3 separate regions of the Mus musculus genome follow, and all the other regions are linked to region 1. The links are chromatin contacts, called in public Hi-C maps. All regions are on one chromosome and are shown on one strand. Each heading gives the region's core, a stretch centred on a gene start, on an enhancer-like site or on the middle of the called end of the contact. The rest is flanking DNA. Distances are from core to core; before and after follow the strand shown. Region 1 has its middle 78 kb from the start of Fbxo8. Region 2 overlaps Hdnr (Hand2 downstream lncRNA). Region 3 overlaps Galnt7 (polypeptide N-acetylgalactosaminyltransferase 7).

What was found. A called contact is a pair of places that touch in the nucleus more often than the background predicts.
Region 2: a contact with region 1 is called in a Hi-C map of uterus, with 3 times the contacts expected there. The contact joins two enhancer-like sites. A contact is called at or near these places in 3 of 39 promoter capture datasets (frontonasal cranial neural crest, maxillary cranial neural crest and second pharyngeal arch cranial neural crest), 1 of 15 datasets of contacts at CTCF or cohesin (stem cell-derived epiblast-like cells), 12 of 484 Hi-C or Micro-C datasets (the N1E-115 cell line, Sertoli cells, cranial neural crest and 4 more), 12 of 115 datasets of contacts at active chromatin or transcription factors (astrocytes, craniofacial prominence, embryonic basal ganglia and 8 more) and 2 of 9 other capture datasets (embryonic tail and embryonic trunk).
Region 3: a Hi-C map of the N1E-115 cell line shows a contact between it and region 1, with 8 times the contacts expected there. The contact joins two enhancer-like sites. A contact is called at or near these places in 3 of 484 Hi-C or Micro-C datasets (the N1E-115 cell line, embryonic stem cells and myocytes).

The regions. Positions count from the first base shown.
Region 1 is chr8:56,627,290-56,631,026 of GRCm38.p6, reverse strand. No RefSeq gene overlaps it. Among named protein-coding and RNA genes, the nearest start is that of Fbxo8, 78 kb to the right of the region's middle. Within about 2 kb of position 1,731, at least 12 of the 459 cell types and tissues checked have an H3K27ac peak or open chromatin away from gene starts, as enhancers often do. A contact at or near this core is called in the N1E-115 cell line and uterus, where this site is marked.
Region 2 is chr8:57,338,250-57,342,394 of GRCm38.p6, reverse strand. The region is part of intron 1 of Hdnr (Hand2 downstream lncRNA); the gene reads right to left. Among named protein-coding and RNA genes, the nearest start is that of Gm34030, 5.2 kb to the right of the region's middle. Within about 2 kb of position 1,319, at least 31 of the 459 cell types and tissues checked have an H3K27ac peak or open chromatin away from gene starts, as enhancers often do. A contact at or near this core is called in uterus, where this site is marked.
Region 3 is chr8:57,529,051-57,533,172 of GRCm38.p6, reverse strand. It overlaps Galnt7 (polypeptide N-acetylgalactosaminyltransferase 7), which reads left to right. Exons shown (of 12, transcript NM_144731.4): 10 at 447-545; 11 at 1,443-1,571. Among named protein-coding and RNA genes, the nearest start is that of Gm51574, 9.1 kb to the left of the region's middle. Within about 2 kb of position 2,277, at least 91 of the 459 cell types and tissues checked have an H3K27ac peak or open chromatin away from gene starts, as enhancers often do. A contact at or near this core is called in the N1E-115 cell line, where this site is marked.

The DNA.
Region 1 (3,737 bases), core at 482-2,981:
CCAGAATGCAAGCTGGACATAAATCCCTTGAATTAGATTTTTTTTTTACTGCTAATCTTGTTATTTAAGTTAGTGTTCAAAATTTAAATAGTGATTACAAAGGCCTAAATTTTTCTTAGAAATTAAACATATTTGATGGAAACTAATTTTTTTAAAGATTTATTTATGTATTATATGTAAGTACACTGTGGCTGTTTTCAGACACACCAGAAGAGGGCATCGGATCTCATTATAGATGGCTGTGAGCCACCATGTGGTTGCTGGGATTTGAACTCAGGACTTTTGGAAGAGCAGTCAGTGCTCTTAACAGGTGAGCCATCTCTCTAGCCGGGACATTAGTTTTTAAAATATTGTTTTAGATTACTTTTAGAAACTTGAAAATATTTTTCTCAGAATTTTGGAAAATACTAATATTTTGTGTTTAGAATTTTGGTAGCTCATTACATCACAATTTCAGTTTATGTTGAAGTTCTAACTCATGTTATTTTTCTTGGTGACCACTTTCTTTTCAATAAACATGTACAGAAATGACTTTCAAAAGTTTTTTCTTTATTCTGTGGGCTCAGAGACTCTCATAAGGATAAGGTTCGGCATTATAAAATATTGTCTTGAGGAGCTGGAGAGATATATGGGCAGTTAAGAGTACTTATTAGTCTTATTATATTATATATATTATATTATACTTATTAGTATATATACTTATACTTATATTATATATATACTTATTAGTATTATTATTATATTGGACCAAGTTTCAGTGCTTAGCAGCCACACGGTGACTCACAATCTCCTGTAACTCCAATTCCAGGGAATCTATGCCCTCTTCTGGATTCCTAGGGCACTAGGCACCTATGAGGTACATGTGAACACATGTATGCTGGCAACATAGTCATACAAAATAAATATTTTCAGCCACAAGATTTATGTGTATATGAATGACAAATGATAACTTTGATTTGATGAACTTGTCTTTCATTTTCAGTTTTTAACACATTAGGCATATATTGTCATAATGGTTTTAATATTTACCAACAAAGCATTAGGTATTTTCTTCACAGTCAAGCCTGTTTACTCCAGTGACATTGCTAGACGTTGGTAGCATGGGTTGGCAGCACTTCGTCTTGGTTGGCATGATATGTAGCCAGGATGTGTATATTTCCAAATAATCATGCTTTCCTTGCAAAGAGCAGCTCATTTCTAAGTATATCAGCCACTCAGACCGAGGTAGCAGTTGTCAAACACACAGCTTTAAGTAAAGGTAACTGAAGAAGCAGAGATCCTCTTTTCCCTACTATTTCTGTATCACATCGAGATTATAAAAAGAGACAAGAAAAGCTACAGAGCAACTTGAACAGACCAAATTTTCAACCGAGAAAAAAAAATTGTTTTTAAGCTATTTCCATCAGCGAGGAAAAAAAAAAAAACAAGAAATTATTCTCTGCAGATAAACTTCCTCCTTAACAAACGTTTAAGACTGTTTTCCTTCTGATTTTTTACAATTCAGCAGACGTACAAAGATGTTTATTCTCCGAGGGTTTGTTCCCCCACTGCACCAGCTTTTGCTAATCCTCTCCAGCCTCAGTGCCTTTGGTTGGTGGCCATCTGGCATGCTGCCTTTGATTTTATGAATAAGGTCTCCAATTGTTTCTGCAGCTGTTATCATTGCAGTCTGACCTGCTCCAAATGGGGATAACAGGGGGGAAAATATCTCCACAACTTGCACCGCCTTCTGCTCCTGTGGCTCTCTTTCCAGACCTCTCATTGTGATTTTCCTAGTGTACATTCCTCAGCACAGATGGTGACACAGCTAGACCTTAGTTAAAGGAACACATAAAAGTGAGCTTTTCTCGGGAATCATTGTTTATAACTATACTTATGAACCATGGATGAGAGCCATTCAGTCTCTGCATCTTATACATGTTGTTTTCGTCAGTTGTCCTTGAAGATGCTTCCCACTATGCAAACTGTACCTCTAATGGGTTGTTTCTAATATCTTCAGTAAGGTGAATGTTTGACATAGTTATTGCATATAAAATAGTAATTTTCAAGCTGTGCTCCTAGGACCCCAGAAGAGGAGAGGGGAGCAATGGACAGCTATTAGTGCCATTTTCAAGTGCTGAGGTAGAAGGGTCTCATGGCTGAGGCCAGTTTGAGAAACGCAGCAAGACTATGTGAAAATGGTGGGAGGGTAGGGATGTTTCAGTACCGTTTTAGATAATAACAGAATTCACTTATGTGAGGAGTAGAACCATCATTAAAAGTGTCCCTGCCCCGAAAATAGCTCACCTTGTAGTGAAATTGCTTAAAATGTTAGCTTCTCATCCTATGTTTAAACAGCACACAAAACATCCGCTTTAGGGCAGCAATAGAAGGTTCAACCAGAGAGTCCATTAAATCACCCAATAGTTCCTCTGTGGGAATAAATTACATCTGCTTGCTCTTGAGACCTAGTCAGGTCTTGAGAAGGCCTGGGAAGATCTGGCATGTAATGACAGTAGTAATAGAGAAGACACATGATCCCTGGCGTTATCACCTCAGGAAACTCTGAGGTGTTCTGGGCCCACTAAGCTAGGTATGGGGGGAGGAGGCTAAAAAAGAGACAGGAAGGGCAGCAACAGGAAATGCAGACTCACTGGGCGGTGGTGGTGCACGCCTTTAATCCCAGCACTCAGGAGGCAGAGGCAGGCGGATTTCTGAGTTTGAAGCCAGCCTGGTCTACAGAGTGAGTTCTAGGACAGCCAGGCCTATACAGAGAAACCCTGTCTCAAAAAACCAAAAAAAAAAAAAAAAAAAAAAAAAGGAAATGCAGACTCTTGTAGGCTGGGAGAGTGGAGGAAAGATATTTAGCAAGGGGAAAGGATAGGTTGGGACAGGGTTTGGGGGCACTCTCTTTATTCATCTCTACAGCTAGTCAGCGGAATTCCTACTTTTCAAGCAACACAAGTCTTTCATTTCTATGTGAACCTTCTATTCTTCTAGCATGACAGCAGTTAAAATGGGTTTCCCCCTTGTGTCTTGTTACCAGTACCCATGATACCAGGTACGTTTTATTCATCTGGACTGGTCTTTTGCATTAGGCACTTAACTCCTCTCTAGGTTCAGCCAGGAAACCTCTCATGTCTTCATGTAATTTGTCACAAATGTGGACATTCATCGTCTCTATTCTTAGGTGGAAAGTTACTGGAGAGTGCTTGAGTAAGATGTTGCATCATAACTCTATACATGTATTCTTCCCTACAGTAAGATATGACCAGACTATCTCACTCCCGTGAACTTTTATTTGTGAGCAGTGGGTGTGGCCATGGCCCCAAAATAGTGCCCGGGACTGCTGCTAAGTCTTATGACTGGCACCTGATTTCCTCATATCCCTCAAGATAGCCACGTACCTTGAGCTGCATTGCACAGATGCACCACGACGTAAGATCGGATGATGTGATGAATGTAGTCCTGAGCCAATGAACTGTGCCTACGTGGACTGGGGTGATGGGGAGTGGACGTGAGGGGATAAAGGGGGATCACCGAGGGAGGTCGGGCATTCTTTTTCTTACACATTTGTGAAGTTCCGGAGTAAACTGCCTTGAGAAGGACGTCGGTTTCGTCGCTTCTTTTCTGCTGGTCGGAGACGGTAGCGACATTTATTTTTATTTTGTTCTTTACTTTTCTTCTTTTTAAAATTTTATTTATTTATTTATTTATTTATTTATTTATTTATTTATTTATTTATGTGAGTACGCTGT
Region 2 (4,145 bases), core at 70-2,569, 710 kb before region 1:
TGGGGGTGGCGGTGGCGGTGGGGGTGGGGGTGGGGGTGGGGGTGGAAGGGGAGAGAAAGGAAGAGAGGTGAGCACTCTGAGCACTCTAGTGGCAGATGGGGACCCATGTGACAGCTGGAAGCAAAGCCCTGCTTCCTGTACTCCTCAACTGCATCTTATGCGTGAATGTATATAAAAGATGAAAACAATATTTTATCCTGTTAAAAAGCCTGTCAACCCAGCAAGGGCCCGAGAAAAAGTATGTGGGGGCTTCCTCAAGAGGTGGAGTTGAAAGCCGAGTGGAAGGCCAAGACACTAAACTGATGAAAAAGTTTCAACCCTAGATCTAGAGCACTCAAACCTAGCTGCCTAGGCAGTGCCCTGTAGACAAAGGCTCCCCCAAATTCTGACAATAATATCTCTACCTCCAATACACTTAGAGGGGTTCTGGTTTTCCTACCTTGGGCCTCAGCAAGTCCTACCTCAGGCAATAGAGGGAGCCAGACCTCTCACCTTCTCAACAAACCTTGAGAGGTGCGATTTCCTCCCACCCCACCCCCGACTTGGGGGATGGGGAAATAAAGACACAACCCCTTCCTCCCCACCCCACCCCCACCCCCGTGCAGAAGAGCACATAGATGCAGTGCGAGATTATTCTCAACCGTTTCGCATCCCTGGGCATCCCTGCCTCTGTCCAGACAACCATGTGAGCAAGAGCCTGGAGACAACTCCTCCACATTCAGTTGAGGAAGTGAGGGAAGAGACAGGCGCTGTTGTTCTCCCAGCTGGCTTCTTTCCCCACCAGTTTGAAGTCCTTCTTAGAAGCACAGGACTTCATCAGGCTGCATCGCAGCACCCAGGCCATGATACAGGTGCTTGCAGATGGTACAGCTAGCACCAGGTTTGACAACGGCTCCCACAGCATGTTATTCTATCTTAACAAGTATTCAGTCACTATTCAAAAGTCATTGGCTTTCTAGTGCAAATAACTCCACGTTCTAACGATCAACAAACCGAAGCTATAGGAGAAAAACAGCGAGGGCGTGATAGGGAATGCGCAAGGAGAATCAGAATCAGACTCAGAAACGAACGCTCGCTCGCTTGGGTAGGCCAGAAACCGACTGTGCTTTGCTGACCTCCAACTTCCATCCCGAGGCCTGAAGCTCCAAAGTCACACCTTGTGCTCCCGCTCTCAGGGAGCACGAAGGACCAAAGGCCTCAGCAACCGCGTCCCCGGCAAACCGGCCTCCTGGGAGAGCCGAGGCCTCAGGACCGGAGCTCGCAACTTCTTTCCCCCATACTCACGCGCACGGCCCAGGCTCCTTCCTCCCCTTCCCTCTGGGGTGAACTCACTTCCTCCAGCGGCGCCGCTCCATCCCCCTCGCCTGCATCCCGCACGGGCCTCCAGATGCTGCCCAGCGGGCAGCGACTACTAGCCCGGCCTTCACCCTTCTCCTTTCTCCCCCTAGGGGCTTGTCGGACGCACGCCCCAGAGCCGGGTGGAATTCCTCCTGGAAAAGAGCGGAAGTAGAAACCCAGTAGAATCCAGAGGAAGCTGCTTCTCGCAGCCCCCGGCTGAAGGCCAGGCCTGTGTTCTTTTGGATGCCCATTTGACTCTGGACCAGGGCCTGGGGCTCTTTTCCTTCTTTCTTCCTTTCTGCCCCGCCCCCTTTCACCCTGTTTCTCGCTTCAGTTCATTCGTGTTTTTAAAATTTCATATGTAAGAACATTAAAAAGAAAGAGCAATTTCGCATTTAAAAGTCGGTAGCAGCAGAGGGGGAATTACAAATAGGATGGGGTTTAATTAGCTGGTAATACTCCTCTCATGCCCTATAATTAAACAGAGATTCATTCTAGTGGCGCTTCAGGGCCCACAAGTGATTATTACAAGCATATTTTACGTTTACATTAAAACTCTGTCCCCGGAGTGTAGTACGGGATCTGACTCCATTTATTCGTATTTCAGAACTGAAGCACGGGGGCCAGAGCGCGGCTTTTCAGAAATGGAAGGCTGGTTCCTTGGTTGATTTTGATTTTCCCCGCCCTGTCTTGTTGATTCTGAGTGCCCCTTCACCACCACCCCCAAAACCTGAGCACCTACACCCTCAGTCCCTACTGAGACCCACAGTGTGTGCGCAGGGTGGGGCTGTTTGTGCAAAACAAGAGCCACTTAGGGAGGGGGCACCTCACTGTGTGCAAAGGCATCCCCAGTACAAACTCAGAAACCTCAGCTCACACCTGAACAATCTCCAGCGCTCTCCTCCTTGCCATTCCATCTGTTTACATTTCTTACAGGTTTCTTATTCATCCATTTTAGTCCCCAAGCAGGCCCACAGCCTCTCTCCAGCCTAAAGGCTGGCTGAGACTGGCAGTCCTCTGGACCCCATAGTTCTATGGCCACTTCAGCGACTTCAGGCTTTAAAGGAAGCCAGATCCAGCATCTTTGAATTAGAACTGTTTTCTTCTTAGAGAAACTATTCTCTTAGCCCCAGGCGAGACAGATCCAAGTCCCCTAGGCTGGCTCGGTAGAATATTAGGCAGCATGAAGTATCTGTGGTGTGAAAAAGCAACAGGCTCCAGCAGCTGTCTTGGAAGAGAATAAAGAGTTCAGGAAATGGTGGAGATAGGGATGCTCAGTCATCTGACCCCTACTGCATTTCCATCTTCCCACCTAATTCTCTGTTCTGCCTCCCCCTTAAAACAGTTCCTGTTGAAACATCCTTTTTATTTATCTTTAATAAACAAGAGTTCCCTGGAAATAACTACCCACAGAAGGAAGAGGAACCCACCACTCTCATCTCCACTAATTAATGAGACTTGATGGTCTAGAACTAGGACCATCTTCAAACCTATCATATGGATAGATGTGGCTAGACCAGATGAAATCTGCAAGTCCACACCTACCGCTGAATTTAATTCTTTTCTTCTGTAGTCTATATGTATATATGCACAGAAGTGCAGGTGTTCAGAAATGTACAATATACTTTTGTGTATATATAACATTTGTAACAGTCTGTGCCAAGATGCAGAAGAGAACAAATTTGGAGAGCATCCTCTTTGGTTGGTCCTTAAAGACCAGACCTCCCTTCTGGGACTAGAAAGAGAGACCTCCAGGGTGTAAAGCCTGAGGGTGGGGGTGGGTAAGTAAGTCTCCTAAGGACAGCTGTCATCCAGGTCTAGTCACAGTCACATGATTCATTAGAATCCTTAATCCTCATGAGAAGACTAGCATCAGACCCTCTGACCCTGCCAGTGAAACCTCATAAAACTGGCCAAGATGCTGGCCAACATACACGTTAATTAGAGTGACATGGTTCTTTGGCATCTAGTCTGATGAACAGCTTTGGGGCTTCAGGGGGCAGAAGGTTTGGGGTCCCTTTCACCACCAAATGCCCTTTGGTCCCACCAAGGCATCAGTTGGACACAATACATGATCTGAAATCCAGTCCACTTTACTAGATAGCTTACCTTCAGCACCTAAGGCAAAACTCTGCCCCTGGATCCCTAAGAGCAACAGGCAAAAACCTAAAAACCTAAAGGAAACACAAACCTTTGTTGTTATTAATTCTGTGTGCTTTTGTTAGGCAGGGTTGGGGGACAGTCCAAAGTGAAAACAGACACATTTTTGTTACTATTAAATGGGTAGATACTTAGCAGCCCCCTCCCTCCATGGCTAAAATCTTCCCACGGACTGAAACTGTTTCCAATATCAACGTGTAGAAGATGGTCCAATGAAGAAGGGCAAGGGCTGGAGTCAACTTCACTATAATTCTGATGCAGTACTGAAAGTCAAACCACATCCAGGATACAGGACAACTTCATCTCTTGCAATGTTTTCTACCCGTGACGTGCTTTTCTCTCTCTCTCTCTCTCTCTCTCTCTCTCTCTCTCTCTCTCTCTCTCTCTCTCTCTCTCTCAAAAAATATGTCTTCATCTCCATCTCTCAACTAGACAACAGTAAAGATAAGCCACCATCTAGGTTAGATTCAGGAGCTAAGACCCTTAAACTTTTCCCAAGACCACATAGATGTAGATGAAAATGTTGTTCTGCAAAAGAGGACCTTAAGAGAGACAAGAGCATTTTCCTTACTTTTAATAAAAACTAATCACCTCTGCTTTATCTTCCTTTCAAGTGTTGTGTGTATGGGGCTAGATGTCCCTGGCGA
Region 3 (4,122 bases), core at 1,028-3,527, 900 kb before region 1:
GAAGACAAAATTCCTCTAAATGTGATTATTTTAGCACAAAATTCTATCCCAAATGAGCGGAATGGCTATTTGCTTTTGCCTCCATTTAACCACTCCGTGGTAGTTAGAGGAGAGCCACACTGTGTGCCGTTATCCTTGTTCTGAGACACCTTGAGTCCCCTCCCCAAGAAGTGCTGCCCAGCCAGTGAGAGGACTGAGAAAGCAGGGTCTGTTCCGTGTCCAGAGCGGCTGTCTGCCCCCAGTGTACTTACAGAGCTCGCCTCTCTGTGCCTCTCAGTCACATGGATGCTAAAACAGACCTACAGGTTGGTGATACTAGTTACAGCCCGGCACCACAACAGCCCTGAACTCCGTGACAGTACATTGAACTTGGAAGTCTCACACTCGGGTGCTGGCTTGTTACAAACCATACTGTTTCCTGTGTGTTGGTTCTCTTCATCCTTTAGATCCGAGGCCTCGAAACTGCATACTGTATTGATAGCATGGGGAAGACGAATGGAGGCTTCGTGGAGCTAGGACCCTGCCACAGGATGGGTGGGAACCAGGTGAGTCCCCTTCCTTCAGGGCTGGTCAGCACTGAGATCCACCAGACTCACTGGTCACAGACAGACGAGTTTAGTTTGGGTTTGGGTTTTGGTTTGCTTGTTTGTTTTGTTTTTAAGATCCATCTACCCATCCATTTGTTATGCCTGCATATATGCCTGCATGCCAGAAAAGGGTGCCAAGACTTCCTTATAGATGGTTGTGCGCCACCATGTGGTTGCTGGGAATTGAACTCAGGACCTAAAGAAGAGCAGTCAGTGCTCTTAGCCTCTGAGCCATCATCTCTCTAGCCCTTTGTTTGGTTTTTAATTTATTAATTTTGACTTAATAAAAAATGTTCAGTAAAGCTAAAATATTTCACTTAAATAGGGAAATGTAGAAATGTCTGCACACAAGTGATAAAAGTATGTTCTTGTGGGAACATGGGAACGTATACTAATGATGACTGAGTAAGCCTAACCCCTAAAGGTTTGCAAATGGGGTTTACTAAGTGAAATTGGTTTACTTCCGGTACCGGTAGGTATTTTACACAAATATTATTTTACACATATTCTCTTGCTTCCTAATGTAGGGATTTTCATATGTCTAATTTCAGTTGTGAAAAAACTATTAGGCTTGCTTCTAGCTTTTAAATTTTTTTTTGTTGTTGGTAATGATAAATGTGTTAATTACCCATTCTGTGTATTAGAGGCTTAAAGAATTAAGAGTGTAATTCTTATATTGATAGAAGTCTTCACTAATCTCAGAATGACAGTAGTTCTTGTCTGCAGACTAGAGGTCTCCAACATGGACAAAAATTATAGAATAAGTTATTCAGGTTAATTATAGGAGTTATATTTCATCCTTTTCATAAAACATGTGTTGGCGAGAAAGACATCTCCATTTTGTTTGTTCAATAGCTTTTCCGAATCAATGAAGCAAACCAGCTCATGCAGTACGACCAGTGTTTGACAAAGGGGCCTGATGGATCCAAAGTCATGATCACACACTGTAACCTAAATGAATTTAAGGAATGGCAGTACTTCAAGGTATGCCGTCGTCCAGCTCCCGGGATTGCCTATGCTGTCGCGTTGTCAGGAACAAGTAGCCAGTAGAATTTAGATGGATAAATCTGCAGACCAAGTGTTCACATGTGTGACTTGGACTTCCAGCGTGAGTTATTTACACCTGCTTGCTTGGGTGAATCACTGAGCTATAATGAGGTATCCCTTGTGTTCCCTGGAGCAGGGACATCATGCAGCGAGACCACCGTGATAGGCATGAAGAGTCAGTGCCAGTCTCAGAAACTCGCGAATGCTGGTGTTCCAGGAGGCCGCTACCAGCGCCGTTTTCAGATCTAAATCCAATGTTAAAAATGTGAATGAGTCAAGGACAAGCAACAAACTTAGACCATTAAAGAAGAAAGTTCTTGCCTCTTGCTGTCCAGCAGGTGGCGGTAGAGACAGGCAAATAAGAAATGGCCGCTGAGCCTTCCTGTTTCTTCACCTTCTGCTGACTGGAATAGGGGTTGGTTGTTTTAAAGGTCAGATTTATTCACACGACCCTGCAGCCCTTGGAGCTGCTTTTCTGTTAGGGCTGTGCAGGTTTAAAGCTTTCTGGCAAGATTGACCATGTTAATGGATTAATGTATAATTTTTTTCCTTTGATTGAATTTTCTCATAGATTTTTTCCCCCTCACATAACATATCCTGATTATGGTTTCCCCTCCCTCTGCTCCTCCCAGTTCCTCCCACCTCGCCTCCCGTCCAAATCTGCTTCCTTTCTGTCTCTCATAAGAAAACAGACGGGCTGCTAAGGAATCATAATAAAACAAAACAGGAACTAACATATCAGAACAGGACAAAACAAGCAAACAGAAGAAAGAGACCAAAGGGAGGCACAGGAGTCAGCGACCACTCGTTTGCACACCCGGAATGTATAATCTTCAAGGTGTCCGTTGGGACAGAACCAGTCAGTTTGTCTTGTTATGAACTCAAACATTAGCCAAGCCTTGCAAACTGAAAGGCTCGGAAGAAGGCCTCCATTCTAATCATGTAATGTTTGCTCTCCCACTCCCGCTCTGAAGGCATTGTTCCTTCCTTAGAAAATATTCCCAGGCGCCATCTCGTGCATTCTGAGCACGTCAATTGCCGAGTTTTATTTTTATGCACTGTCACTGTTTGTGTCCTGTGTGTGACATGCGTGAGGAGAGAGACACTCCGGCCCTGTGCCATGCACGCATGTCCTGAGGTCAGAGGACAACTTTGAGCAACCTGTTCTCTCATCCACCTTTATGTGGGTCTCAGGGATCGAACCTGGGTCAAGAGGCTTTGAAACAAGCGTCTTAACCTGCTGAGTTAGCTCTCAAGATCCGAAAACAAATTTTAATAACGAGTTGGAAAAGATATTAGAGAATCCTGACAGGTTGATAGTGTTTATTTTCACAAAAGAAAATGAAGAGGAACCACTGGTAGAGACCTGTGAGAAGAGCAACTTTTAAAGTAGAAAAGAGTAGCAGTCATGAGTGGCTTTCTGGAGGCTGAAGCAGGAATGTGAGTTCAAGGCCAGCCTGGACTACATACTGGGACCCTGGGTCGCTGACTCTTGTGATTTCTTGGGTTTCCTTCTGTTTGCTTGTTTGGTCCAGTGTTGGTTCATATATATATATATATATATATATATTATTATATGTAAGTACACTGTAGCTGTCTTCAGACACACCAGAAGAGGGCATCAGATCTCATTACAGATGGTTGTGAGCCACCGTGTGGTTGATGGGATTTGAACTCAGGACCTTTGGAAGAGCAGTCAGTGCTCTTAACCATTGAGCCATCTCTCCAGCCCCTGGTGTGTTGGTTCTTGTTTTATCTTACTTTATTACCACCCCTTCGAAGCCTGGCTGTTTTCTAATGAGAGACAGACAGGGATCGGATTTGGATGTGAGAGGAGGTGGGAGGAACTGGGAGGAGCAGAGGGACGGGGAACCGTAAGTAAGATACTACATAGGAAGACCACACGAATGGATATTGGCTGGGGATAGAACTCAGAGGTACCACATAGTAATTTAATCCTCAGTACCAACCCCCAAATTAAAAAAAAAAAATTAAAAACTAGAATCTACATGTTTTAGGTATTTAAGACACTACACATTTGTTCATCTCCCCAGTGACAGAGTATGAGGGTGTGGAAGCTATCTAAAACATGCTGTTCTATAATGTATAGATGAAAAAAAGATGCAGTTAAAAATAAGCAAAAATGTTTTAAGGGAGGGAAAAAGAGAAGAACGTAGGTGATTGTTTCTGGTCAGTTTTCAGAGAGAAAAACTAGATGAGCAGAAATCCAGCATTAAGAGTCTCAGGAGAATCTGAGGACCGCACTCAGGTTGTCCCTAATGTGAGCTGACATTCTGTGCAGTCGCCATAGGAAACAGTGGATGCTGTTAGGAAAGGGATTGTGACATACGGGTTGCTGAGAAGATCATTATGAGCCGAGTCTACAGATTTCCTGGCTTCAGCATTCCCCCTTAAATCTTAAGGGTAATTGAAACTCACTCAGTACTGTTGTGCTAGCCTGGAATCTCAAAACTCGTGAGGCCAAGGT